Regions from separate parts of the Mus musculus genome. Here region 2 is linked to region 1. A link is a contact called in public HiChIP or PLAC-seq data. All regions are on one chromosome and are shown on one strand. Each heading gives the region's core, a stretch centred on a gene start, on an enhancer-like site or on the middle of the called end of the contact. The rest is flanking DNA. Distances are from core to core; before and after follow the strand shown. Region 1 overlaps Bcas3 (breast carcinoma amplified sequence 3). Region 2 holds the start of Bcas3os1 (breast carcinoma amplified sequence 3, opposite strand 1).

Evidence for each region. HiChIP or PLAC-seq counts read pairs in DNA pulled down with a chosen protein or histone mark.
Region 2: a KLF4 HiChIP or PLAC-seq map of embryonic fibroblasts shows a contact between it and region 1, with 14 read pairs. The contact joins the promoter of Bcas3os1 here to the enhancer-like site in region 1. A contact is called at or near these places in 3 of 39 promoter capture datasets (cranial neural crest, frontonasal cranial neural crest and maxillary cranial neural crest), 4 of 484 Hi-C or Micro-C datasets (the N1E-115 cell line, bone marrow-derived dendritic cells, nephron progenitors and 1 more) and 5 of 115 datasets of contacts at active chromatin or transcription factors (the HPC-7 cell line, bone marrow-derived macrophages, embryonic fibroblasts and 2 more).

Annotation. Positions count from the first base shown.
Region 1 is chr11:85,672,700-85,679,579 of GRCm38.p6, forward strand. All of the region lies in intron 22 of Bcas3 (breast carcinoma amplified sequence 3), which reads left to right. Among named protein-coding and RNA genes, the nearest start is that of Bcas3os1, 44 kb to the right of the region's middle. Within about 2 kb of position 4,157, at least 20 of the 459 cell types and tissues checked have an H3K27ac peak or open chromatin away from gene starts, as enhancers often do.
Region 2 is chr11:85,716,417-85,723,296 of GRCm38.p6, forward strand. It overlaps Bcas3os1 (breast carcinoma amplified sequence 3, opposite strand 1), which reads right to left and starts at 3,328. Exons shown (of 6, transcript NR_045875.1): 1 at 3,281-3,328. The region is part of intron 22 of Bcas3 (breast carcinoma amplified sequence 3); the gene reads left to right. RefSeq lists an enhancer at 1,655-6,880.

The DNA of each region.
Region 1 (6,880 bases), core at 2,907-5,406:
CTGAACAAAAGAGGACTGCTAGCTTTTTAAATTATAGATCATTATTCAGTTGTCTTTTAGTTCCAATAAAATTATAGGTTCTTTCTTTTTAAACTTTATATAACATAAATAAATTCATTTAACTCTGTGTCAAAATCAGTAGGGGCAATGTTTTCTCTACATTTCAAGTGCCTACCAGTGACAAATCGGACTAGGGAAAAGTCATTGTTCCACCCAGTGTTAATCACCCACTTTTTGACTCACAAGCCCATTGAAGTGTGTGTGTTCTGAACTTGTTTTGGCTGCCAGCAGAATAATGGTGTGATCCATGTAATGTGGAAACCATCATTTGCTCCTGCAGAGAGGATCCAAGAGGAATTCCTGACACTGGGAACATGAGCTGTGAGCAACATGTTTGAGTTGCTAAATGTCCAAACTCGGAGTCAAGTCCATCCATTGTGTGAGGTTCACATTCTTCTGCTTGGGGTGTGGTTCATAGTGCAGGGTGGGTAGGTACACTTCCTCTGCTGCGTCAGCTGAAACCCATAGAAAACATTCATCTCTGTGCTTCTCGGTCCCGGGAAGAGAGGGAAGGCAGCAGCAAGTGAGTGCCGACACCGACACACATTGCCTCACTGAAGGCACGGCCTTGCAGTCCAGGACCCCTCACGTTAATACGGTCAGCAGCTCCTAAGGTGATGAGTTTGCCCCATTTTGCAGAAGCTTATAATATCTGAAATGATCAGCCCCATCTAACACAAACAACCCAGACTGGAACATGATAGAGGTTGAGTCAAGATTTGGTCCCAAGTCTGTCACCTTATGCCTTTTGTCACCTGCCCTGAAGCATTTATTAGAAATTTCAAAAATACTAGTCTTTCCTCATTTTTTCTTCCTAGCAATAAGTTCGATTTGCTTCTGGATCTCATTGTTTTTCTCAGACTGAAACTGCCTAGATTAGAATATGATCTTATTGGACCCCAAATCTCATTTGATCTCTGGATAGAGCAGGTTAACTTTTAGATGCCAGCTGAGAAGCCTGCCTTATAGGAGGTGCTGAGATACAGGCTGGCCCTGGGCTAACAAGATCCCCAAGTAATCCCTGATTGTGCTTGTTGTCTACCGGGGGTGAGGGTGGGTGGAGGGGGTGGGGGTGGGGGAATAGATTCATCCACCTCTATCAGAGGTGACAGACCAGTGTTTGTCATGTTGCAATTTGGGAAAAATCAAGGTACTGAATTTTCTCTGAAAAGGAACAGCATGGGTGGCCTCACAAACGTGATGCTGTGTGAACTTGGTGTGAACTGTGCTTGTGAAGAGTTACCTGTGCCTGCTGTGCCTGTGCCTGTGCCTGTGCCTGTGCCTGTGCCTGTGCCTGTTCCTGTGTCTGTTCCTGTGCCTGCTGTGCCTGTGCCTGTGCCTGTGCCTGTGCCTGTGCCTGCTGTGCCTGTGCCTGCTGTGCCTGTGCCTGCTGTGCCTGTGCCTGCTGTGCCTGTGCCTGCTGTGCCTGTGCCTGCTGTGCCTGTGCCTGCTGTGCCTGTGCCTGTGCCTGTGCCTGTGCCTGTGCCTGTGCCTGTGCCTGTGCCTGTGCCTGCTGTGCCTGTGCCTGTGCCTGTGCCTGTGCCTGCTGTGCCTGTGCCTGTGCCTGTGCCTGTGCCTGCTGTGCCTGTGCCTGTGCCTGTGCCTGCTGTGCCTGTGCCTGTGCCTGTGCCTGTGCCTGCTGTGCCTGTGCCTGTGCCTGCTGTGCCTGTGCCTGTGCCTGTGCCTGCTGTGCCTGTGCCTGCTGTGCCTGTGCCTGTGCCTGTGCCTGTGCCTGTGCCTGTGCCTATTATCCAAGCTCTGTAAAAACAAAGCTTACTTTTTAGGCAGCTCCTAGGAAGAGTGCTTTTCTTTACAATTTCAAGATGACTCTCTCCCTTCTTTCTTTTTCTCCCTTCCGTCATCTTCCCTCCTTCCCTCCTTCCCTCCTTCCCTCCTTCCCTCCTTCCCTCCTGTCTGGTCTGCCTTCCCTTCTCCCATCTCTGCTCCCCCTGCCTCCCCTTCCTTCCCTTCCCCTCTCCTTCATTTTTTTTTAAGGGTACATCCTTCTGTGTATCCCACATTCATTTTATCTACACGATCCTTCTCCTTTGAAGGCTGCTTTTTATTCTGCATTCATAACCTAGCTGTAGTACACAGTAGCAGTTCATGGGCAGACTGCTTTCACTGTAGAAAACAAATACACCGTTTTAAGAAGGTATTTTTTTGGAGGAAGAGAACTGAATGTTAGTCATCAAACCCCACTGCAGCAAGACTTTAGAGTGTATTCATTGGGCAGTTCTTTGTGGAGAAGAGGAGGCCCAGTGAGCTTTTGAACAGCTTACTGGTTCCACATTCCTAGAAAATCTGCAGAAGAACCGAGGGAAACCGCATGGCCTCTGTGGGGAAGTAGTAAGTATACACACTTAAAAGGTAGTTTGTAACTCCCAGCAACTCTAGCTCCATCTCTGCCAATGCTCTTCTTTTCACTGGTGGTTGTTCTTGCTTCCAGCTGGAACCCTCAGTCTTGTCCCTAGGACCCAAGGGCTAAGTAAGTGTCCCTCTGGAGAAGTCCCATCTTGGCTTCCCATAGGGGACAGCAGTGATGAGCCATGGCCACAGAAGCTCTAATGAGGCAGAGGGATGGAACCAGTAGACCATTAGGAGTAGGGGTTCAGGCTGTGCAGCCATGCCTAGCCCCCTTGGTTCCCAGCTGGGCTTTTGGCAGTCTGTCCCCGGCTGTTTAGCATGGTGACCCAAGCAGCCTGTGATTTACTAACTGTTTTACAAACATTTCCTCACCCTGGGAGGTTTGATGTGCTCCTAGCCCTCCTCAGCTCAGCTGAGCCTCCTCGGGAGCCAAACCTGCCTTTGTTTACAACTATAACGGAAATTTTCACAGAGGGGAAGAAGCGCTCCATGCTCTCCAGCATTTTATTTTTAAGTCAACACTTTCCTCAAGTTTATTTGCACTAAACCAAGCTCTCCTACAAGGTATCCCTCCATATTCAAATGGGAATTGCTGCAGCCTATAAATAGAAGGGAGGTCATGTGAACAGTTCAGAAGACTCAGATATCCCATGTTACGGGACCTTTACATATAGTGCAGGATTTTTCAAAAATAATATTCCATGTTTGGATTTGTCCCTTTTTCCCACACGTATCAGACCAAGCATTATGTGAAAAACTTGAATTTGGGAAACTTGAAGTGGAATCTTTCAAACCCAAAATACCCATGTTAAAAATAACAAGATTGGTTGCTGTGACTTTCTTAAAAGCAGGATTTATAGCTGTTTCATTAAATATTTCTAGAATATAATTGCTTTGAAAACACAGTGGCTTGTTTCCTCCCTTCAGGTCTACTTCCCACCATATCAGTTCGTCTTTTCGTCAGCTGAGCGTGGAAACTAGTAAATTTTTTAAATTTGAAAAAAAAAGTCAGGCTGATAGAAGAGAGTATTAGGAATGCTGAGTCCCTCTGAAATCAAGGCCCAAGCCTGAAAGGAGGGAGTGGGCACTGAGACATAGACTGCCAGCCACCTGCCTCAGCTCTTCAGGCCACTGTTCCAAAAGCAACAGCTACACCTGGCTTTCTCTTCAATTCACAAAACTTGGAAATATGAAAAGACGTGTGATGTTTTTCTCTTTTCTGCCTTAAAGGGGGGGGGGAGGGGCAAGCAACAAAACAAACAGCAAATTCTCTCTTCCCGCCTTCCCAAGGCAGAGCAGTGTTGCCTAAGAGCCATGCAGCCAGAGGGGAAAAGTGGTTTAGGAAGGAAGGAAAATTTGTTTTATTTCAACAAATCCAGCTGGTCTTCTGGTGGGCCCCACACAGTGAGCAGCTATAGAACTGTCCATTGGCCAACAAGACCACGAGAGAGAGAGAGAGAGAGAGAGAGAGAGAGAGAGAGAGAGAGAGAGAGAGAGAACGTTCTGGAGAAGGCCAGTAGAGGGAAGTGGCAGACAAACACCATAGGTGATCCTGTGTGATCCTCAGGAACTGGTGCCGTGGCCGAAACAGCTCCCCAGCAGGAACGTTGATGACCTTGACATACGGGGAACAAATTGCTGTTGGTGATTACTCCCACATGCTGTCAGGCCTGCCCCGCTTTGGGCCCAGTGAGAGCCAGGCTATGCCTCTTTCCTGTTCTTAAGCCCTTGGCAAGCAGGCACAGCCTGCTCTGCCCAGTATTAAAGTGGGAAATGGAAAGTTGCTAGTGCTCTACGCTCACCTCTTCTTAGCCCATAGCTGAGTAGGTTCATGGTCCCTGAGCCCTCAGTCTGTGCTCATATTCGGGAGCAGAGGATCAAAGGAGAAAGGAGTTATTCTCCCAAAGCTCCTGGCAATCTCTCCCCAGCAGACCAATAGAATTTGGACTTCTTCCCCACTGAAGAGTCAATTGAGATGTGCACCTAGTACAATCCTAACTTCTGGCTCCCTTTAGCTTCTGTAGGATGTGTTCCTGCATTTGTGTAGTTCATTCTTTCTAGCACTCCTAATGGTAGGCACTTCCTAAATGTGTCAGATGACCAGGTGACTAAACAGGTGAGTCCTGTGTAGATCAAGATGCCATCTCAGCCAGACTCCAAATAATTACAACAGAGTCGCTGCTTCTAAAACAGGACCCCAAACTGTTCAATGCACAAAGAGTTCGGTCCTGCTTCCTTCCCTATCCTCGCCCTGTTGTATCAGTGGTTCTGTCTCCTGTGTTCCTCATCCCTGCTCTTCAGTGCACATGTCTGCTCTGCTCATCAGCAGTAATGGGTAACGCACAGGCACAGGCGTGTCCAGTCATCGACTGCTCACCATAGCACTTAGTGTAGTAGTCATTGTTACTGTTCTGACAGATGGGAGCCAATTCAAGATTATGAATATGGGCAACACAACCCTTAGTCTTGTTCCCGGTTGCTAGCCCAGGAGCACCCACAGTCCTCTGTCCTATAGAGTGCTGTTCATCCTTGTGCTTCATAAACACAATTACAGTGACCACCCTCAGGAATATTTCCTTGTGGCTTTTTCTTTCTTTTTTAAAAGGATTTATTTATTATTGTACATGAGTACACTGTAGCTGATTTCAGACGCACCAGAGGAGGGCGTAAGATCTCATTACAGGTGGTTGTGAGCCACCATGTGGTTGCTGGGGTTTGAACTCGGAACCTTTGGAAGCCCACTGAGTTCTCTCTGCAGACACATGGCACACATCCGACGGAAGTGCTCCAGGAGCAGCTTTGTTGCTACAGACAAAATGCTAAAAGAAACAGAAAGAAAGAAACAGCAGAGAACAACCACATGGCATCTCCCATGGACCCCCGGGTCGATCCTTTAGATGTTTAATGTGTATTCTCAACAAGGGATACCCCGAGTAATACCTCACCTTCCAGACTGCACCCGTGTTAAACATGTGGGCTCCTGTTCCATCCCTCCGAAACCAGCAGCTGCTCCCAGCTTGCCAACCCCAAGTAAACATCGCCTGTGTAGAAGGGTGAGTCTGGGGAGGTTAAGTAAAAACCCAAAAGCTGTTTGAGGAAGAAGCAGGAAAAAAAAAATGTAACAACAACAAAAGGCCACCCCGAAACAACAACTAGTGAAGAAAAAGAAAATTCCATTCTGATAAGCATGTTTTCCTGCCTTGCTTATGTTGTGCTGTGGAGTACAGATGGCCCAAGAGTGACATCAATTTTAAAAGGTTTGGAGGCGACCTTGTCTCCTTACTGTGTACTGAAAAACCATGCGATTGTCTCAGTTACGGTGATTATTTAATAGAATGTAATTATCTGAATAATTCATTTATTTGACTACTCGTCTGTGTCCTCCAGTCACAGAGGCCAGAATGCCAAAGATCAAGTAGACTGGGAAAATGGGAAAATTCTCATTATAAAGACGAAGGGTGGAGGGAAAGGATGGAATAGTTGGAATTTCAACGCAGTGGTTTCTATTTATCTGAAATGTCAAGGGCAGTGTAAAATGTATTTTTAAAATGTGTTGCTGTATGGTTTGTGCCCATTCTTGGCGTGGCTATGGCTCTACAGAGGCCATTGTTCCTTGAGGAATATGAGGGGGTGTCTTTGTCCAAAGTGACAAAGAGAGGGCTGAGAAGACTGGGCCTCCTTTGTTCCTGTGCGGTGCTGTAAAAGTTGGTTTGAAATTAGGACCTCAGGGAAGGACCTTCAATAGAGAGCTTTCATTTCCTGCCAGCATTTTAATCACTGTGGGGTTTAAAGTGGATGGCCAGCCAGCATAATGGCCCTATGTTTAATAGAACAGCTTGTATTTTGAAGGCCAGTGAAGGGGTCTGTCATCCGCCCAATATTCATCTTCTGTTTCCTGTCCATTTACGAAGACCGCCCACCCTTTTAGGTGGCTCCCTTGCACCATTTTGTAGTGGAACTACTGCGGTTCCTTCTTAAAGAGGCTGAGCTGGGGTGAAAGCAATGCAGCCTGCATTTGAGGCAGGATGGGTGCTAATGAGACCCAGGGTTGGTAGCTGTCCCTGTCAGTTTCAAGAAGAAAGAGTCAGATTTTGCCAAAATATAGAATAGTAGAAAGGCTAAACTGTAACCCTGTCTCATCAGAACTATCAGCACCCATTGATTCAGTAGGTGTAAAATCATTGCTACGGGGGAAGGAAATGTCCAGGAAGAGGAGGGGTCCCTTTGTGCAAGGGCATGTGCAGTGTCTCTCTTATGGTGGCTTGTTGATTCTCGAAGTGTCCCTCAGGGAGCCATATAGAAATGTTCCCTCAGAGTGTGTTCAGTTATATTCAGTACTCTTTAAAGAGTGAATGCTGGGGATAAGCTTTGAAAAAAAGAGCTAGCATTAGAAAGGCAACACTTATAAATATGTACAATATCATGAACCTATAACCTAGCTAGTAGAGAGGGG
Region 2 (6,880 bases), core at 2,078-4,577, 43 kb after region 1:
AGACTGTACCACTCATTCCCCTTAAAAATGGATCCTGGTTAAACAGATTTCTGAACCTCCAAATCACAATTATATCCTTTATATTATACTTTCTGACTTTTTCTTAAACCTTCCTTAGTGACTGTATGTTACCCACCACACCCTCAACCTCTGCTGGTAGGCATGAGCCAAGTGGCCCGGTGGCTTTATGCGATGGAGGCACTTTTTGACAGGAAAGTTGTAGATTTACTTTCAGAGGCCCTGACCTAGACCACCCTACAGAGGTCATTAAGTCTCTTGCCATCAAGCCCTAAGCAGTTTCTTCTCTGGTTTGCTTTCTGTGGATGTCTTTGTCTGGGGAGTTCAAGGTGTCAGAGATCGATGTCTGCCTGGTTCCTTTGAAGACGCTGAGTCAGGAAGGCACAGAGGAGTTAGATGGTAATGCCAGCTGGAGATAGCCAAGGAAGGCACAGAGGAGTTAGATGGCAATGCCAGCTGAAGATAGCCAGAAGGCACAGAGGAGTTAGATGGTAATGCCAGCTGGAGATAGCCAAGGAAGGCACAGAGGAGTTAGATGGCAATGCCAGCTGAAGATAGCCAGAAGGCACAGAGGAGTTAGATGGTAATGCCAGCTGGAGATAGCCAAGGAAGGCACAGAGGAGTTAGATGGTAATGCCAGCTGGAGACAGGGCCACATAAAACAGTCACTTCATAAGGAACCTAAGAGGTTTAGGGTTATTTCTGTCCTATGGCCCAAGAACTATTAGCAACCCCAGGCGTCAACCTGCAGAAAGGCAAGAACTCAGTGTAGTTCTTAAGTATGGTTCCATGAAAGTCATCAGGTCCTCTCAAAAACCTCTAGATGTTTGCCTTAAAGCTTAGAAAACAGCACAAAAATGATATAGCTGATAAAGAGACTGATCCTGGCTTTTGACACATCTTCAGTCATTTCTTCACATGCACTCAATCATTTCTTTACAAATATACTCAATCTCTCCTAACTAGAATACTCCAGTAGTCATGCAAGAATCTTAACCAAAATAACTGAAGTTTTCTCATGTCAACGCATTTTTCTCCTCAAAAACCTTAATGAACCAGATGGTGGTACATACCTGTGAGCCTAGCATTCTAGAGTTGGAGGTGGAGGATTGTCAGCTCAAGGCCATCCAGGGCTTTTAGCAAGTTCAAGTCTAACATACACTGTCTTTCAAAGCCAAGGGTTAGGAACATAATTCAGTGGTAAAGGTTTGTGTAACATGTTCAGGACCCTGGGGTTCCATCCTAGAGATGAAAGACAGTTGACTTATATGTTGCTGCCTTTAAATAATGTCTCAATTGAGGTATGATGGAAGAAATGGATCTGGGACCACCCATCATATAATCCAAGAAGTGACAGCCTTGCAACAAATATGAGACCTTCGTTTAGTCTGTTCAAACACGAGCAACAAGCTGCTCAGGGGGCTCATGACTGTTCAGTGAAATGCACATGCCGTGTGCACACACTTCCCAAACTCTTGTTTCCACTTCAGTTCTAACTGATGCTTTCCGTCTCGACTCCCACTTCTTGCCTAGAGGAGCCCTGTGTGTGTGACAGACTTGTTACTAAGCATCTCCCTAGCATGCCTTACCTTCCTAGCTTCATTCATGTGCTCGTGCCCCTCGCCTCTGACGAGCCCTCCTTCCAGCAGGGTCTTCCCCAAAATTCCCATGAACACATCACAAAATGGATTAAGTATTATAGCAGAAAGATGCTCACTCCTTACGCCCTGGCCTTCTAATAAGGGTGATGGGCCTGGGATATGCCCTCTGTCATGTGTTCTGGTCTTACAGGGGAGGAAACAGAGAACACTGGCCAAATATTGACCACTGACTGTCCCATCCTGTTGTAGCATATGGACTTGTGTTTGTAATTCCTCTGAGATAAGATTTTTACCATCCCTTGTAATTTTATTAATCCATTCTAGACTGACAGATGTTGCCATGAGCCTTGAGCTCTTGAGGATTCTTGTTTCATTTCTGATTAGATGATGAGTTTCCTTCTTAAACCCAAGGGTCTATGTATGCACAGCCCTTCTCTCCTAAAGAGCTTGTTTGGGTGCCAGAAAGAACCTTGCTGTTCCCTGGCTGGTACTGGATATCACTTTTCTATATCTGAGCCCTTTCTAACTGGTTCCCTCTTGCAAAGGTAGCACCCAGTATGCTGTCAGTGCTGAAGTAGTAGCAGCTGCTAGATGGGTTTTACTTTTACTTGTGTTTTTATTTTGAAGGGACCTGAGGATAATAAGGGGTGCCCAGAGGACTAATCTGTGGATCTCCATTCTTCTCGAGAGCACACAGAATTTGAGAACACTGAAACTGAGCCAGATAATGACCCAGAGGTCTGCTAAATGTTCCAGGGTGGTTGGCTCTTTGTTCTCACTTATTAGAGTCCAGCTCCGCCTTTCATAGCACAGTAATTGCTGCAGGGCTTGGGCCCAGGTGATCTGTCTCACAGGCCAAGCTGAGGTTGTCTGTTACCGTCCTTTACCGGTCTCTGGCAACAATGGGAAGTGCTACCCCTGAAAGCAGGTTGGTTAGCATCTGGAGCTCAATGAACCTGTTGAACTTTTCCAGCCATTTTGTTTTTTCCTTTCCATCAACCTACTTCTAAGAGGCTCATGTTCTGTTCCAAGGGCACCAGCCTTCGAGTGGGCACTTGTCCATTCCTGGCCTAGGGCAATCAGGTTGGAGATCTCCCGTAGACACCAGACACCCCCTATCTCTCCAACTCTCCTGTTGGCTGATCCCCTTAGTGCTTCTAGGGCACTTGAGGTCATCTTTTGTCCAAAGGAGTGCCACTGTGGCATCTCACCGAGCAGGACTGTGGGTACTCTCCCCATTGCTTTGGACAGACTTGACAATGCCTCTCTGTGTTAAGCACTGTGCGCAGCTCCCTCGAAGTAGGCTGTCATCAGTCCTCACATTTGCCCTGCCGCGGCTGTTCATACACCCGTTTCACAGGTGAGTGTAGGAGAAGTGAAGTAACTTGCTGACGGGTGAGCCGAAAGACCTGGAAAGTCTCCTTCTCCCGCTCTTTACAGAAAGCCCCTGAGACCCCGGTGGTGATTCGTTTACACCAGTGTCCTCAGAGATTCCCAGGTCGCCAATTCAGTGATATGAGCCGAATGCATACAAGAGTTAGTGTGAAAACAGATTGCCACCGCCTTACAAGAAAGTCAGAGAAGCCAAAGTACATTCGACAAATTGGAAGTGAAAAGCTCAAGTAAAAATATTCAGTTTAAGATCATGCGCTGGTACTTACATGAGGTCTATGGAAAATGAGGGAGCCAGCATCGGGTTTCTGGAATATGCAATTTTACAATGGGAACGTGTTATAAAATGTTCAGCCACTGTTGTTTGCCTTGGAATTTAGGGTGAGAGACATGACGGCTGACAACTCTCTTCCTGTTGTAGGTCAGGGCTTCAAGGAACTCTGTAATCTTCCCACCAGCTTTCTTCTCTCCTGGAACTCACGGGTAAAATTAGATGCTGGCTGGACTTCAGTAGTTGAAGGCTTTCAGAAGCCAAGTCAGACAACTGCAACGGCTGCTCTCTCACAGCCCCACGTCGGGAGACACTCTGTACAGACTAACACAGTTTAGTAAACTGATAAGTGTCCTGACAGTCACTGCGTAATAAACAAAACAATGCCACAGGCGTAGAAGGGAGTTGCCTTCCTGTGGGTAACCTCAGAAACAGGGCAGGCTTGGGGGTCTCTCTATTCACATCTCTCTGTTGCTCCCCAAATGTGATGTATACTAAGCTTAAAAAAACAAAAACAAAACAAACAAACAAACAAACAAACAAAAAAACCCTAGACACCCCATGTGAAGATTCAGTTGGAATTGTTTTATGCATTTGAATAGACTCTGAGAGGCAGACATGGTGAAAGGGGTGTGGGAAGAGACCATTGAAAGAGTGAGTGTGCTCTGCTCGCAACCCAGCCTCGGACACATTTATCTAATTTGACACATTTTGCCTGGAAGTCACAGGAATAGACTGAGGTCCCCACCCCACCCCCCCTTGCCCGACTCAGAATATAAAGAGCCAGAGACTAAAACCAGACTAAAAAGGGCTAACCCATTAGGGAAGTACCTCCCTGGGGAGCGGGTGGGCAGGGGAAGGAGGTTAGATGGCAGTTATTAAACACTGAATCAAGAATCTGCTCTGCAGAGCTGCTGCCCCGGGAAGCCTTTCTTCCCAGGCTGAGGCCTGAGCTGGCCAGGAGCAGGGGCTCTGCTTATTCTCCGCTGCAGGATGCTACCCCTTGACCCTTTATAAGGCAGCCTTGCTTGATTACTCCTTTTAATTCCAGGCTCAAAACAGCTTGTAAAGTTGTGTTGTTTTTTCTTTTTATCATTCCTCCCCAGATTGTGTGGGCCACACTGTAGCAAGATTTCCCCTCTGTCCACATCTGTTTTCCAACCTCATTACTCTTCAGTTATTACATTAAAAAAAAAAAAAAGCTGTTTATTTCTTCCCTGCATGTTTTCCCCCCGAGTTTCAAAACCTAAAATGGTAACTGATGTGCTGTTGGATGGGACCATCTTCATGATCTCGGGTGGACATGCTGGTCTTCGCATAAATGCACAGGAATAGATTGAACCTTCTTGTTTGAACTAGCTATGCCTGAGTCAGGGGTCACAGCTGGGCCAGAGCCTGGCAGGCTTCTGGTTCTAGAATCTGGGCACAGAGGTTCATGCTTAATCGCCCTTGAACTTGAGAGGCTGAGACAGGAGGATCAGAAGTTTAAGAGCACCTTGGCTACCTCCAGTATTCTAAGGCTAGCCTGGACTACCAACGCCTCGAATGTGTTCTTTCGGAGGTATCCGGAGATGGCATAGCAACTGGTGTGGCGTTAGCATGACTCTTCGGCACTTTAGGCTTAGTTTAACGATTCAAAGATAGAAGGAAACAGGCAGAGCCCTAGTGTTTAGGGTGGGCTTTGTTTTGGTTTTATGAAGCCAGAGGTGGTTTTGTTCTTTAGGGGGGTTGTTTTGTTGGTTTTCCAAGACATGTTTTCCCTCAGTAGCCTTGGCTCTAAGCCTCTGTCTCCTGAGCACTGATATTAAAGGTGTGTGCCACCACCTGTCACTTGAGGTTTCTTTTATGAAGAGAAATGAAACAAGGGTGTCTATTCACACCATTTCTATGCGAGCTATACAGTATATTGAGAAAAGGTAAGAAATGGAGAGAGACAAAGCTAGGTATGGTGACTTGAATCCCAGCCCTCAGGAAGCAGAAGCAGGCAGATCTCTATGAATTCAAGGCCAGCCCCTATATACATAATGAGTTTTAGGCCAGCCATGGCTACAAAGTGAGACCCAGTCTCAAAAACAAAAGACAAACAAAATAAATTGAAAGGACAAAGCTGAACACTCATCTTTCTGCCTTGGCCTCTCTAGAGGCCATGTAGCTGCTGTTTGGAAAGTCCGGGGGAATGCAGACTGGGTGTGTAGCTCAGCTGCCAAGCACTTGCTGAGCACATGAAACCCTGGTTTCAGTCTGTACCTAAGTCGGCAGTGATGGGAAATAAAAGGATAAACCCAATAGAGTAATTCAGCAGTTACTCTATAATCAAATGATAATCCTATAGGAAAGGGAAAAGACGAGACCTCCCTGCTTCTACGAGGGGGTCGCCACCCAGCCACTCACTCCCTTCCCTATGCTGGGACATCAAGCCTTCACAGGACCAAGGGCCTCCCCTCCCATTGATGCCATATAAGGCCATCCTCTGCTACATATGTAGCTGGAGCTTTGGGTCCCTCCATGTGTACTCTGGGACCTGGGGGCGGGGGGGGGGTGGGTCTGGTTAGTTGGTATTGTTGTTCTTCATATGAGATTGCAAACACCTTCAGTTCCTTCAGTCCTTCCCCTAACTATTCCACTGGGGTCCCTGTGCTCAGTCTGATGGTTGGCTGAGAGCCTCTCTATCTGTATTGGTCAGGCTCTGGCAAAGCCTCTCAGGGGACAGCTATACTTTAATTGTAGATTTATTTATTATTATTATTTTTGTTTTGTTTTGTTTTTTGTCTTTTTTGGGTTTTTTTTTTGTTTTTTTGTTTTTTTGTTTTTTTTTTTTTTTTTTGAGACAGGGTTTCTCTGTATAGCCCTGGCTGTCCTGGAACTCACTCTGTAGACCAGGCTGGCCTCAAACTCAGAAATCCGCCTGTCTCTGCCTCCTGAGTGCTGGGATTAAAGGCGTGTGCCACCACGCCCGGCTATTTATTATTTTTTTGTAAGTACATATGGGTCTGCATTTGTTCATACCATAGCATGTGTAGAGGTCAGAGAACATCTTGTAGGAGTTAATTCTCCTCCTCCACCTGCAGGTTCTAACGATTCAGGTGGTCAGGCTTGCCAGTGTGAGCCTTCACCACTGAACCATCTCAATGGTCCACTTCGTCCCATTATGTTAGGTACCGCACTGGGACATTTGAAGATCATCTGAGGCAATGCATGTCACCAGAGGTAACAGATACCTAGCAATTGTTTCTTTCCTTTCCTTCCTGAACCAGTCAGCAATGCGATAGTGTGGTCTGCTGGGCTAGGATGCATGTGGACCTCATGTGAGGATTATGACCCATGCCTAGATTTAGTTCAGGTTCCATTCTAGCCCCAGTGAGGGCGGCTAGATGTGGTCATTTAAGTGTGACCCTAATGAGACAACGGGATATCTGGGGCTTACTAACCATTGTCTTAGTTCAGGTTCAGTGTGAGACCCTGTCTCAAAGGACTAAGATAGTGAGTGCTTGAGCGGGTCTTCCAGTGTGCTCCTGTACACACACATACACATCACAGTCACACACACACACACACACACACACACACACACATCATAGTCACACACATACACACATCA